3 separate regions of the Mus musculus genome follow, and regions 1 and 2 are each linked to region 3. A link is a contact called in public HiChIP or PLAC-seq data. All regions are on one chromosome and are shown on one strand. Each heading gives the region's core, a stretch centred on a gene start, on an enhancer-like site or on the middle of the called end of the contact. The rest is flanking DNA. Distances are from core to core; before and after follow the strand shown.

What was found. HiChIP or PLAC-seq counts read pairs in DNA pulled down with a chosen protein or histone mark.
Region 1: an RNA polymerase II HiChIP or PLAC-seq map of embryonic stem cells shows a contact between it and region 3, with 12 read pairs. The contact joins the enhancer-like site here to the promoter of Wdr35 in region 3. A contact is called at or near these places in 3 of 39 promoter capture datasets (the 3T3-L1 cell line, embryonic stem cells and maxillary cranial neural crest), 7 of 115 datasets of contacts at active chromatin or transcription factors (bone marrow-derived macrophages, craniofacial prominence, embryonic limb bud and 3 more) and 2 of 9 other capture datasets (adipose tissue and liver).
Region 2: a contact with region 3 is called in an H3K4me3 HiChIP or PLAC-seq map of embryonic limb bud, with 2.1 times the contacts expected there. The contact joins the enhancer-like site here to the promoter of Wdr35 in region 3. A contact is called at or near these places in 1 of 39 promoter capture datasets (cranial neural crest), 4 of 115 datasets of contacts at active chromatin or transcription factors (embryonic limb bud, embryonic stem cells and neural tube) and 2 of 9 other capture datasets (adipose tissue and liver).

What each region holds. Positions count from the first base shown.
Region 1 is chr12:8,867,543-8,871,731 of GRCm38.p6, forward strand. No RefSeq gene overlaps it. Among named protein-coding and RNA genes, the nearest start is that of Gm33483, 9.8 kb to the right of the region's middle. Within about 2 kb of position 1,254, at least 10 of the 459 cell types and tissues checked have an H3K27ac peak or open chromatin away from gene starts, as enhancers often do. A contact at or near this core is called in embryonic stem cells, where this site is marked.
Region 2 is chr12:8,844,632-8,848,457 of GRCm38.p6, forward strand. No RefSeq gene overlaps it. Among named protein-coding and RNA genes, the nearest start is that of Gm33418, 15 kb to the left of the region's middle. Within about 2 kb of position 2,005, at least 69 of the 459 cell types and tissues checked have an H3K27ac peak or open chromatin away from gene starts, as enhancers often do. A contact at or near this core is called in embryonic limb bud, where this site is marked.
Region 3 is chr12:8,972,697-8,976,380 of GRCm38.p6, forward strand. It overlaps Wdr35 (WD repeat domain 35), which reads left to right and starts at 1,305. Exons shown (of 27, transcript NM_001159527.1): 1 at 1,305-1,483; 2 at 2,238-2,355. The coding sequence starts at 1,460.

The sequences.
Region 1 (4,189 bases), core at 4-2,503, 110 kb before region 3:
AGTAAGCAATTTAAAAATCAGTATCCAGCACTATAGGCAACTGGCTGACCAGAGCATTTCTATGCTAATACTATGCAGTTGACTGGAATGTTCCTCGTGATTTGGAATGAGCTTCAAGGTGTCAAATGAGAAAAGGGATGACTATTGTGTGACCACTCATGTAAGAGAGTGTGTGCCTGTGTGTATGTGTGCATGTATGTGTACAAATTTGTTAAGATAGTAAGTAAGATAGGGTGTTCCTCTGGGGAGGCGCATGAAGTAGACCTTTGGAATTTGACACTCTTTTAAAGCACTTCAGAATAATGAGAACAAATACCTGAGTGAATGAAGCAGTTGTTGTAGACTCTGGCTGTGATGACATGAGGTGACTTCCGTTCCATTACTCCCATCCTTACTATGCTCACCCCTGCCCAAGACAGACTTAGTGCTTCTCTGAGCCCTCACAATACAGAGCACATACCGCTATCCATTTGTGTCATAACTGTCTGTTTCTATGCCTGTCTGCTCTACTGGACCACACACAACTCCAGGGAAAGCTTTCTGCCTCTAACAGGCCCTTGGCATGTAATGGGTAGGAATCCATAAATGACTGATGGATTCACAGGAATACATTAAGGAGAAGAGCAAAGTCTTTTTTCTAGAAGTCCCTGGGCCCATAGTGTGAGAAGCATCGTGTAGGAACATTTCAGTGACAAGAGCCTGCACTGGACAAAGACACTGTACTCTGGAGGGTTGTGGGAAAGGTATCTGACATGGTTTGAATCTGAAAGTCCCACAGGCTCATGTATTTGACCAATTGGTCCCCAGCTGGTAGTGCTGTCTGTTACAGCTGTGGAAACTTTAGGTGTCAGGTCCTAGCTGGAGGGAGTCGGCTGCTGAGAGCTGGACCTCTTATGGCCCAGTCTCAGTTCTGATCCAAAGCTGTCCAATTCCTGATCCATGGAGATGTGAGAAAGTACCCTCATGTTCCTGCCATCACAGCTAAGAGCTAGTTCCAGCACCCAGTCTTCTCTGCCATGATGGATGGTTTGTTCTTGAACAGTGAGTTGAAATCAGTCTCTCTTCCCCACTGAAAGTAACTAAACCAATATCCTTGAGCCAGCCGAGATAGAGTCACAGCTAGGAGGTGGTGTCCAAGCATCCCAAAAGGTGTCGGTTGCTAAGGATGAAGCATAAAGGTTGCAACAGAGGGATCCCGCATAATAAGGCAGGGAAAATAGGGGAAACCCAGACTTGCCTGGGCAGGCAGGTAAAGCTGCTCGCTTGATTCACTTCTCCCTGAGGCAGGTTGAAGGGCATGACCTTTTCCTACTGAAACGCAGGCCTTAGCATCAGAATCCTGCTGGGAAGTGTCAAGGACACCAGAGCCTAACCTTCAGCGGCTTGGTCAACTCACAGAGGTGGAGCTGGGCAGCCAGCCAGCCCCCTGCATCATTCTCCAGCTCAAAGTCACCTTCAAGGAGTACAGACAACAACAACAACAACAACAACAAACAACACCCTTGGCCTACCCGGTCTTCCAAGGAAGGTTCTATTTGGGAGCTCCAAATTCATCGCTGCAGCCCAGTGGTTTTCAATCTGTGGGGGTCGCATATCAGATATTTACATTCCGACTTGTAACAGTATCATTATAGCTAGGAAGTAGCAATGAAATAATTTCATGGTTGGGGTCACCAAAACATGAGGAACTGTATTAAAGGGCCACAGCATTAGGAAGGATGAGAACCACTGAGCTAGCATAAATGGCTCAAGGGACTCCACAGGATTCTTGGTTCCTGTTACAAGAGAACAGAGCAATCATGTGTAACATCTGGATGTGCTATTTCCCTACTGTGAAACTAACTCAGTGATAGGAACACTGGGCTTAGCGTTATCTCCTGATAAACAAGCTGAACACATTCTTTATACTGGAGCTTAAGAAGTGTGAAGTATCAAAGGGAGGACTGTTATTCAAGGCAGAGGTCCTTGAGTGCTATTGATTTGGGGTTTTGTTTGTTTGCTTTACCACCCCAGTTGTGCTAATAACAACAGAGCCTGCTCCCTTATGCCCATCCCCTGCAGTGGAGCTGGCCCGCCGGAGAAGTAGGTACACAGCTCAGAGCTGGCCAGTCAGAGAACTCCATGTCTCTAGTCATAAGGATTGGTTCCGAATTGCACGCGTGCCTTCATACTGGGCCAATCAAAGTCCTTGACGATTTTTCTGGTGGCGCTCTTGAGGATGCTCCACGCTAAAGTCAGTTTGGTCTCTGATCTGGTAAGAATGTACTTGGGAAACAGGAGCAGATACAAAGCGCTATGGACATTTCTCTGGACTCTGGATGCATCACTACCTGAAGCCAGGTCAGCTGTGAGTGCATCCTGAAAGGCCAGATTTATCGTGTCTTTAAGATAACAAAAACAAAACAAACAAAACAAAAAACCAAAAACTGCAAAATCTTTCATCGTTTTCACTATCCCATGTTTCGTTGAGGCCCAGGTGGCAGCCTCTTCTTCCAAGACATCTACCCAAACCAAGCTATTATGTAGAATATGCCGTTTGGCCTGCATCCCCCTCATACTGCTTTGTGTTTAAGGTTATAATTGGGGGAGGGGGTGGGGGAGGGGGAGGTAGAAGTTTCTAGATACTGTAGTTCCTTCCAAGTAGCAGAGGAGTCCTAAAGCTAGGAGTGTCATGGTGGTTGTAAAGGTCTGTGCACTGGGGTCACTGACCGGGCAGAGGCAGGGTTGGGAGAAGGTGTGAAATGTGTCGCTGTGCGTGCGTGCGTGAGTGAGTGTGTGTGCATGTGTGCATGCGCGTGCATGCCTGCAGAGACGGCCTGCGTGTCTATGTGTGTGGTTAGTGAGGACAGGAGAACTGAGCAGAAAGACAGGGTCTTCAGGCATCAGGACCAGTTTAGAGACACGTTTCTGCATGGCTAGCAAGCACCCTGGAGCCCAGGTTTGTGTGGTGATGGCCTCAGCAATGCCCTCTGTATATATTGGGTTCAGACCTCCTTTACATTTACTGTCATAGCTCAGCTTTATCTCGTCACCTATAGAGACTAGGGTTTACTTATTGCTGACTCCCCAGCTTCTATATAGGCCAGTATAATTCCAGACATAAGAGTTATAGATAATGGAATAACTGAAAGAAAAAAACAGATAATAGGGTCCCTCTGATGGGCGGGCTAGATTATTCTCTTCTGTGCATCCCAGAGAGGAAGAAGGGAGCCCTGTCTGTAGTCTGTGTCAGCGCTCCCTGTCTCCTCTCCCTCTTCCCCCCTCACCCTACTGACTCTGCTTCTGTCTCCTCTGAACCACCTTCTTCTCCTCTGACTCAGTTTAGGCATGCCGTCCCCATGAAGCCTTCCCATGCACATGTTTTGAAGAGGTGTCCCTCAAGGTGCCCACAGGTTTGTCCCACAGTTTATGAAACTGCTCATGCAGTTGCACCTTAAATGCCAGTATTCATGTTGGCATTGTTCTTCCACATGGAGTCCCAGCAGAGGGACCTCTGAGGCTCTGTTTGGCCTTTCCTTCTAGTTTTTTGGTCTCCATGGTTCAGTGTTTAGCACTTATTTAGAGGGTGCACATTGTGTACCGTCGGTGGCTTCTCCATCATGGGCTCACCCACTGCCCAGCATCACAAAGGGGGATCCCACTGCGAATGACTAGCCTGGAAAAGATCAAGATCCTAAATTCAAAGTGAATAACTATCACTTTCACACCAAGGTAAGGTTAAAAATCCAGGTTGAATCATCTGAAGTTGGGGACCATGACTTGAGTTTATTTACTTCCACGGCTCAGCTTCACCTCAACACCCACTGAGACCTGGGTTTAAGTCTCTGACTCCCTGGGCTTCTATACAGGGTAACATGTTGCCAGGCACAGGAGTTAGTGCTAAAGGAATAGATGAAGGAATGAGTATTAGGGTCTGTCCATGGAAGTCGGGTTGCGTGTCCTCATCCTGGTTTGCCTATATGATTATAATTAGGGAAGAAGGTGGAAGTTTCTGGATAGTGTGGTTTCTTCCAAGTAGCAGAGGAGGTCCTGAAGTTGAGAGTGTCATGGTGGTTGTGAAGATCTGTACACTGGGGCCACTCACAGGGTAGAGGCAGGGTGGGAGAACTCAGAGAGAGAGAGAGAGAGAGAGAGAGACAGAGACAGAGACAGAGACAGAGAGAGACAGAGGAGAGAGAATATTTGTGCA
Region 2 (3,826 bases), core at 755-3,254, 130 kb before region 3:
TCTTCACTGGCATTCACAATGCGGCTGTTGCAGGGCACACTCTGGACTTTAGCCTGTCTCAGCTTTGAACACACCTTCGTCGTGAACCTTCATTATGTCTAGCTTTTGATTTAAAGTGAGAGATGGTGTGACTCTTCCACCTGAACAACTCTTAGAAGCCATTGCAGGGTTATCAAGTGACCTAATTTCAATACTCTTGTGTCTCTACAAACAGAGGCCTGAGCAAAGAGGAAGGAGAGTGGCGCACAGTCTGTCGGTGGAGAAATCAGGGCACACGTGATGTTTATCATCTTTGTGGTCTTATACAACTGTGGTTCTTGCTGCCTCAAAAACAATTAAAACGGTAACACTGGTCACAAATCACCATGACAGACATCACTAGAATGAGGAAGTTTAAAGTATTAAGTGTTACTGCAGTATGACAGAGATGTAAGGCTGAGCACAGGCGGCTGGGGAAGATGGTCCTGATGAGCCTGCTTAATGAGGGTCACCAAAAGCCTTCAGTGTGTAGACAACACACTACTGAGACAGGTTGATACACAGTAACACTAGCTGTGCCTGTCTGTCCCCTACATACTATAAAGAAACAAAGGAGTCAGCGAGAGGAACATCTAATGAGGAGGAGGCTTCCAGAAGGATGAAGAAAAGAAGCAAAGGGTGGCATGGAGTCGGAGATATTCATTCATTCATTCATTCATTCATTCATTCATTTGCTTGTGGTCCAGGCACTGCTCTGGGCTATGGAGATCTGCTATGAACTATCGAAGTCTCATTCCCTGTAGGGCTTCCTCCTCATAGTTAATGAGTTGGGCTAGAAAGGGCAGGCAGGGCGAGAGCAGAAGCTGAAGCAGGGCAGAGCCAGGGCTTCTAAGGGACAGACAGGTCCAGGGAGGCAAGAAAAGGTGAACCTGCCCCCGTGTTCAGGGGCCTAGATCACAGCCTGTGACTCAGGGTACGAGGCTTGCCACCACCACAGTGTGACATTGTTGGCAGTTCCATTCCCGAATGTAACACTTGGCTCCTATGCCTGCTGTCTGTAGGCCGGGTGGACTTGGCACCATCTGATGCCCCGAGTCTGACCATCTCGCATGCACGTACCACAGATGGCAGTGGCTTTAGCAAGCCAGCTATGACAGAATAGACTTGTAATAGACCTAGAGTCTAGAACTACTCTCTCAGGTTCCTTTTCTAAATACTGTAACATATATTTATTTCATTAAACACTTAAACACTTGAGTTACATTTACCTATTTAGGGTGTGCATGCGCACATAGCCACTGCATGGATATGAAAATCAGAGGAAAATTTCAAGAGTTGGTTCTCTCCTCCCACCCTGTGGGTCCTGGGGGGTCAAACTCAGGTTGTCGAGTAGCAGTTCCTTGACTTGCTGAGCCTCCTAACTGGGCCCAAACATGTTATATTAATTTTCACAAGCCTTCCTCCATTTTACAGAGGGCAGTGCTGAGGAGTGCAGGGATAGCTAACTTAGAAGGTGGCAGGCCTTATCCTATGTTCTTTCTGATCTGTACTGCAAAGCGAGAGCTTCAGCCCCCTCTCCCAACCCCTGTGGACCTTCATCTTCTTCCTCCAACAGTGGAAAGACCAGTGAAGTGATGGGAAATGCTTCTCAACAAAAAAGAATCACACACACACACACACACACACACACACACACACACACACACACACGGCTCTAGGACAGTGGTTCTATCTGGAGGAAGGAACACCAGTAGGTACTTCATGCACCCTCCACAGGTGCCAGTTACTACACCAAGTGTGTCACCTTCACATGTCATTTAATCCCCCCAAGGAACCCAGGAGCTAGCACATCCTGGTGGCCGGAGTTGGGGGCCAGAGGGTGAGATGAGGTTGCTTGTGCCTTCTAGCTCACTGCTGAGCCTCAGCAGAGTGAGATTTGTTAGAGCCAGATGCTGTCCCTTCATAGTGCCACTTCCTAACCTTGTGACCACTGGGGACTCCAGACTCTTTGCTCCAGCCCAGCGCACCATAACGCCTCCATGTGGGGGTTCTGGTCTCTGTGAACTTGCCTCAGCATAGTCCTCGGAGCTCAGTAGACAGGCCTCCCCAATGGTATTTCCTTTCATTTACCCCTTATTCAATTTAGAGTTTTGTTAAGTGAATTTCTGTTAAGCAAGGGATATCTGTACTCAAATTACACTAACTGCTACTTTCGGGGCAAGAGGTTATGAGTGAGAGACTTCCTCTCGCAGTGGGTGAGGACCGGCCAAGGAAATGGAGGAGAGGGTCGTTCTAGCTGCAAGGGTCACACAGCACTGGAAACAAAGAGACAACAACGAGGAAACTCAGGCCTTTGTCTTGTCTCTTTGTCAGGGACCAAAGTCATACATGTGTATGTACGAGAGAGCCCCTCACGTGACCATGCCAGGACTTTAAAGGCACTGCCTCCGAGCTCTGGTCTCAAAACAAAATAATTGCATGCAGACATCGCTTTTGATCACATTCTAACGCCGATTTACAGCTCAGCTTCCTGGTAACCCCAAAGAAAGCCCCAATCAGGGAGTGTGCAGCAAAGCTTAGAGTTTTGAGTCCGTGGGAGTGGGTGGGTATCTGTAAGTGCGCATTTGCACAAGGGGGCACCAAGCTTGATTTACTCATTTTTGTTCCCCTTCCCCAAATTAAGTTCTCTTGTGGCCGCTGAGGTATTTTTCTCTGAATGGCTCTGTTGAGCACTGGAGGCAGAAGACTTTTTTTTTTTTTTGTGGTTTGCTGTAGGCAGTTTTTCCATTCTGCTCTTTTTCTGTGATCAGGACCACTTCATTACCTACCCCTGACGGGCTTTCTTTAGGTTCCCGTCTGTTTTTAATAAGAAGCAGACGAAAAACAAAGTTTGGGTTGTGTTTGAAAGCTTCAGCATCCCCCCACCCCCCGAAATAATAGGTTAAAGAATTTTATTTGTCTTTTGAGGTTCTGAGGTTTGCTCAGAAAATTCTCTCACCCGAGCCTTGGGGCTACAGGGAAGCCATACTTAGAATATAGCGAGGGAAGGCAGATCCCTGGGCTACGCCCAGCCCTTGAATGTGAAGCAGCCAAAGAGTGGCCCAGGAACCCGCACTTCAAGTAAGTATTCCAGGTGGCTCTTTGGAATAAGAAAAAATAATAATAAAGTTTAAAGTTTGAGAATAGAGTGCAGAAGGAAAAAAAATCTGTCAACTGATATTTCTTTTTAATTATGATATAATTCAAATACCATCAAACTCGCCATTTGAAAGCACACAATTACATGATTTTAGTATAGTTACAAGTTGTATAACCATCACCACTATCCAGGTCCACATTTCTGCCCTCCCCACAAAGAGCCCCATAGCAAATAGCAGAGTCTCCACCTCACCCTCCTCACGACCGTAGGTAAACACTCATCTACTTTCTGCCTCTACGCATTTGCTGGTTCCCCACATCCCACACAAACACAGAACTTCTGACCTTTTGCGTTTAGCTTCTTTCCCTTGGTGTACCATGCCATAGCATTTCCTCATTGTTTACATACAGATGAGAATCAATCTGGGACACTTCCCCAATAGTGCAAGCATCAGGAGAGAATGGAGAACACAGTATCTGGCTCAGAGCTGGATGAATGAACTCAGCGTGGGTGTATCATAGCATGTACTAATGCATAGCTCAGTGTGAGTGGTACTGCCCGAGTCAGGGTCAGCAGAAGCAGTCACTCACCCGGTGCACATTGGGCCTGGGCCTCCTGTGATAGATGATGCAGTCAAGGTTGGGAGAGACAGCAATGGTATGTGGTAGGGAGAGAGACCTCTACCAGTTTAGAGGTCAGAAAATGTGA
Region 3 (3,684 bases), core at 55-2,554:
GTCTAGATTTGGGAACTTTGTTAACATCAGGATACCCCAAAGGACAATGGGGACATGGGAAAATGGCTCAGTGGGTGAAGTGCTTGCTGCAAACATGAGGACAAGTGTTTGGATCCCCAGCACTCCTAGAAGCCTGGTTAGCTGTGCTGCACCTGTAACCCCCGTGTTGAGAGGGGATCAAGCGATGCTGGAGGTCATTGGCGGGGCAGTCTCGCCCACACTGTAAGTTCCAAGGTTACGGAGATATCCTGCCTCAGAAAATGAGATGGCAAGTTATTGAAGAAGGTACATGATGTAGGTCTCTGGTCTGCACATGTGCTTCCACATACATGCACACACGAGGGAAGATGTACAAAAAGTTAAGAGAAATATAGAAAAATCACTCTCTGGATAGAAAAGCTCTAACACCTCACATATTTTGAAACGGGAGGGTACGCCACAATGTAGTTGTAGCTTTAATGACCCAAAGGTCATATTACTCCCATTACAAGGACCCTTGACATAATTTTTAAGGTGTTTTAAGGATTCTGTGTTGGCTAGTCCTATGTCAGCTTGATGCACAAACTAGAGTTATCTGAAATGCTGTACGGCATTTTAAAAAACTAGTTATTGATTGGGGAGGGCCATCCCTGGGCTGGTGGTTCTGGGTTCTATAAGAAAACTCTCTATGGCCTTTGCATCTGTTCCTGCCTCCAGGTTTCTACTGCCCTGTTTGAGTTCCTGCTGACTTTCTTAGATTATGAACAGCAGTATGGACGTGTAAGCCAACTAAACCCTTTCAAGCTCCTCACCTTGCTTTTTGGTCATGGTGTTTTGTCGCAGCCATAAGAACCCTAATCCAACGCAAAATAATAGTGCCCACTCCTAAATTGCTTCAGAGGGCTCTGTAGTTCTCTCAAAGAAGGCAGTCCTCAAAATGCACATCTGCACTGCCATTTTTTATTTGTCCGATGGTGCCAGCCTACCAAATGCAACAACTGACGTTCTTTTCAAGAATATTGGTCGGGGTCGGGTGGAGCGGTTAGAGAGAAAACACAGAACTCCTGAGACCTTTTTTGGAAGGGGCTCCCTTTAGCTTATACTGACTCCTGACGCACGACTATTAGCGTGATGTTGTAACACAGCGGCGGGGATGAAGGGACGGCGCTGGGAGAGATACGCATGGCAGATCGCTAAACTGAGAGCAGAAAGGCTCGAAGCCAAGGCATTGAAGAACTGATCAACTTCACCCCACACCAATTACACAGCCGCCCCATCGCCCGCGCAGGCGCACGACGACCAACACGGGGCGGGAGGCCACGCCGGAAGTTCTCTAAGCGCCCCGGATGCGACTGGGCGGCGGTGGTTGCCAGGCGACGGGAGCTTCTCCGATCCACCAGTGCTCGCAAATGGAGGTGTAGAACCCGTTATATATTAGCGTGCCTTGACCGCTGTGGGTCGTCTTCTCCGAGTTCCCACGATGTTCTTCTACCTGAGCAAGAAAGTGAGTTTCTCCTGGGGACCGCCGTCGCGCCGCCTCCATTCCTGTAGCCCGCCGGTGCCCGCATTCTCCCGGGACTGCAGGCGGCTGCCAGGCAGCTTCTCCATCTTCCTGTCACCTATCTCCTCTCACAGGTCTCTGTGCTCCGGTAGTCCTTGGCAGAGCCAGCAGCTCTTTCTCAGGATTCTTCCACATTCCAGTCATGCCAAGTTTCTTTTCAGTGATAAAAAGTGATCACCAAGCGCTGGTGGTCTTTCCTCTGCTACTTGTTGATCCAGAAGGTAGATTATGACAGTCTGCCCTAAGAGAGAAATATAAGTGTGGTGTGGGAAAGGAAGTAAGAGCAGCAGCGATACGAATTTATGTCTCAGTTCCCGCCTCAGTTCAGACACCCCCACCCCGTTCCCGCCCGCTTCCTTGGCAATCACCTTCCTTTATGTGCACTTCTTTACAGAATGCTAGGGCTCAGAACATTTAAGAAGACCACAGCCATTTTCATAATAGTTCATTTTGCTGCAGGGCGTTATTGTTTCTCTCTCCCTTTTTCATGCTCTTTTTTGAGACAGGATATTGCTGTGTAGCCCAGGCCAGCTTCCAACTTTCCACCCTTCTGCCTCAGTGCTGGGATTGGTAACATGGGCTACGACAAGTTCGGGCAGGTTTCTTCTTGGAAGATGTTTGCCTGTCTATATCTCCTGGATGGAGATCCTCCAACTCCTTCGTGAAAAGCTAGCATCACTGTGATTCGTGTTTACAGATTGCTGTTCCCAATAATGTGAAGCTGAAATGTATATCCTGGAACAAGGACCAAGGGTTCATAGCATGTGGCGGTGAGGATGGATTACTGAAAGTTTTAAGACTCGAGACACAGACAGGTAAGTGATCATCACCAGTACAGATGTGTGAAACTGGTAGAAAGCAGTGGCTAGTGGCTAGTGGCTAGTGAGACCTACTTATGGTATTTGTCATTATGAAGTTTTAATTTTTTTAAAGGGGTTTATTCTTATGGTATGGGTGTTTTGCCTGAACGTATTTTATGGTGTCACATGCATGTAGTGCCTGTGGGGGCCAGAAGAGGGCATGGGATCTTTTCCTTTGTAACTAGTTACAGATGGTTTGTAGGTGCCGAGAACTGACCACTGGTTCTCTTCAAGAACAACACGTGTTCTTAACCACAGACCCATCTCTCAAGCCCCTCCTGTCACTGTTTCTGAGGCAGAGTCTTCTGAGACAGGCCTGAGAAGTTGCCATGTAGGACAGGCTAGTTGGCCTGAAAACTTCCATCTGTGTCTGCCTCCTGTGTCCTCTCTGAGATTACAGGAGCGTGATCTGATCCCTGTGTTAGGTATGAGTTTTGGGGCTCTGAGGTCAGGCCCTCACACTTGCACAGCAAACTCTTTACTGACTCAGCCATCTCCCGAGGAGATGCCTTATTTATTGCCTTTCAGATCCAGCAGTTACTGGTAAAGTGTTTTTTTGTTTTTGTTTTTGTTTTTGTTTTTTTTTTTAAGATATTTATCAGTATTATCAGATTTTTGTTCTCATGCCAGCTTGATTGATTTTATTTCCACTTGGTCTTTTAAAAAGTCTCTCTCTCTCTCTTTCTCTCTCTCTCACACACACACACACACACACACACACACACACACACACACACACATTTGAGAACTGTTTTGTGGGATATTTTCAAGATAAGGTTTCTCTGTGTAGCCCTGGGTTCCTGGAATTCACTCTGTAGAGCAGGGCGGCCTAGAACTCAGAGATCTCTCTGCCTTTACCTCCTGAGTGCTGGGATTAAAGATGCATACTACCATACCAGAGCTAACATTTCTTACTCAGTGCAGTACCAGACCATGTGTTTATATTGTTGAGAAATTTACTGAGATAGCAGCCAGATAATTAAAACTGCTGGTTTTAGAGAACACTTGAGGGATTTTTCTCTGTTTTGAGAATAAAGAATATTTTTTTACAGTGTCTTTTAAAAATGATTTATTTCTGTTTTATGTTCATTGGTGTTTTGCCTATATGTGTGTCTGTGTGACAGTGTCACAGTCCCTGGAACTGGAGTTACAGATGTTTGTGAGATGCCATGTTGGCCCTGGGAATTGAGCCTGGGTCCTCCGAAAGAGCACCAGTGTTCTTAACACAGAGCCATCTTTTCAGCCCACTCATAGTATCATAGAGAGCAGATTTCTTAAGGATTG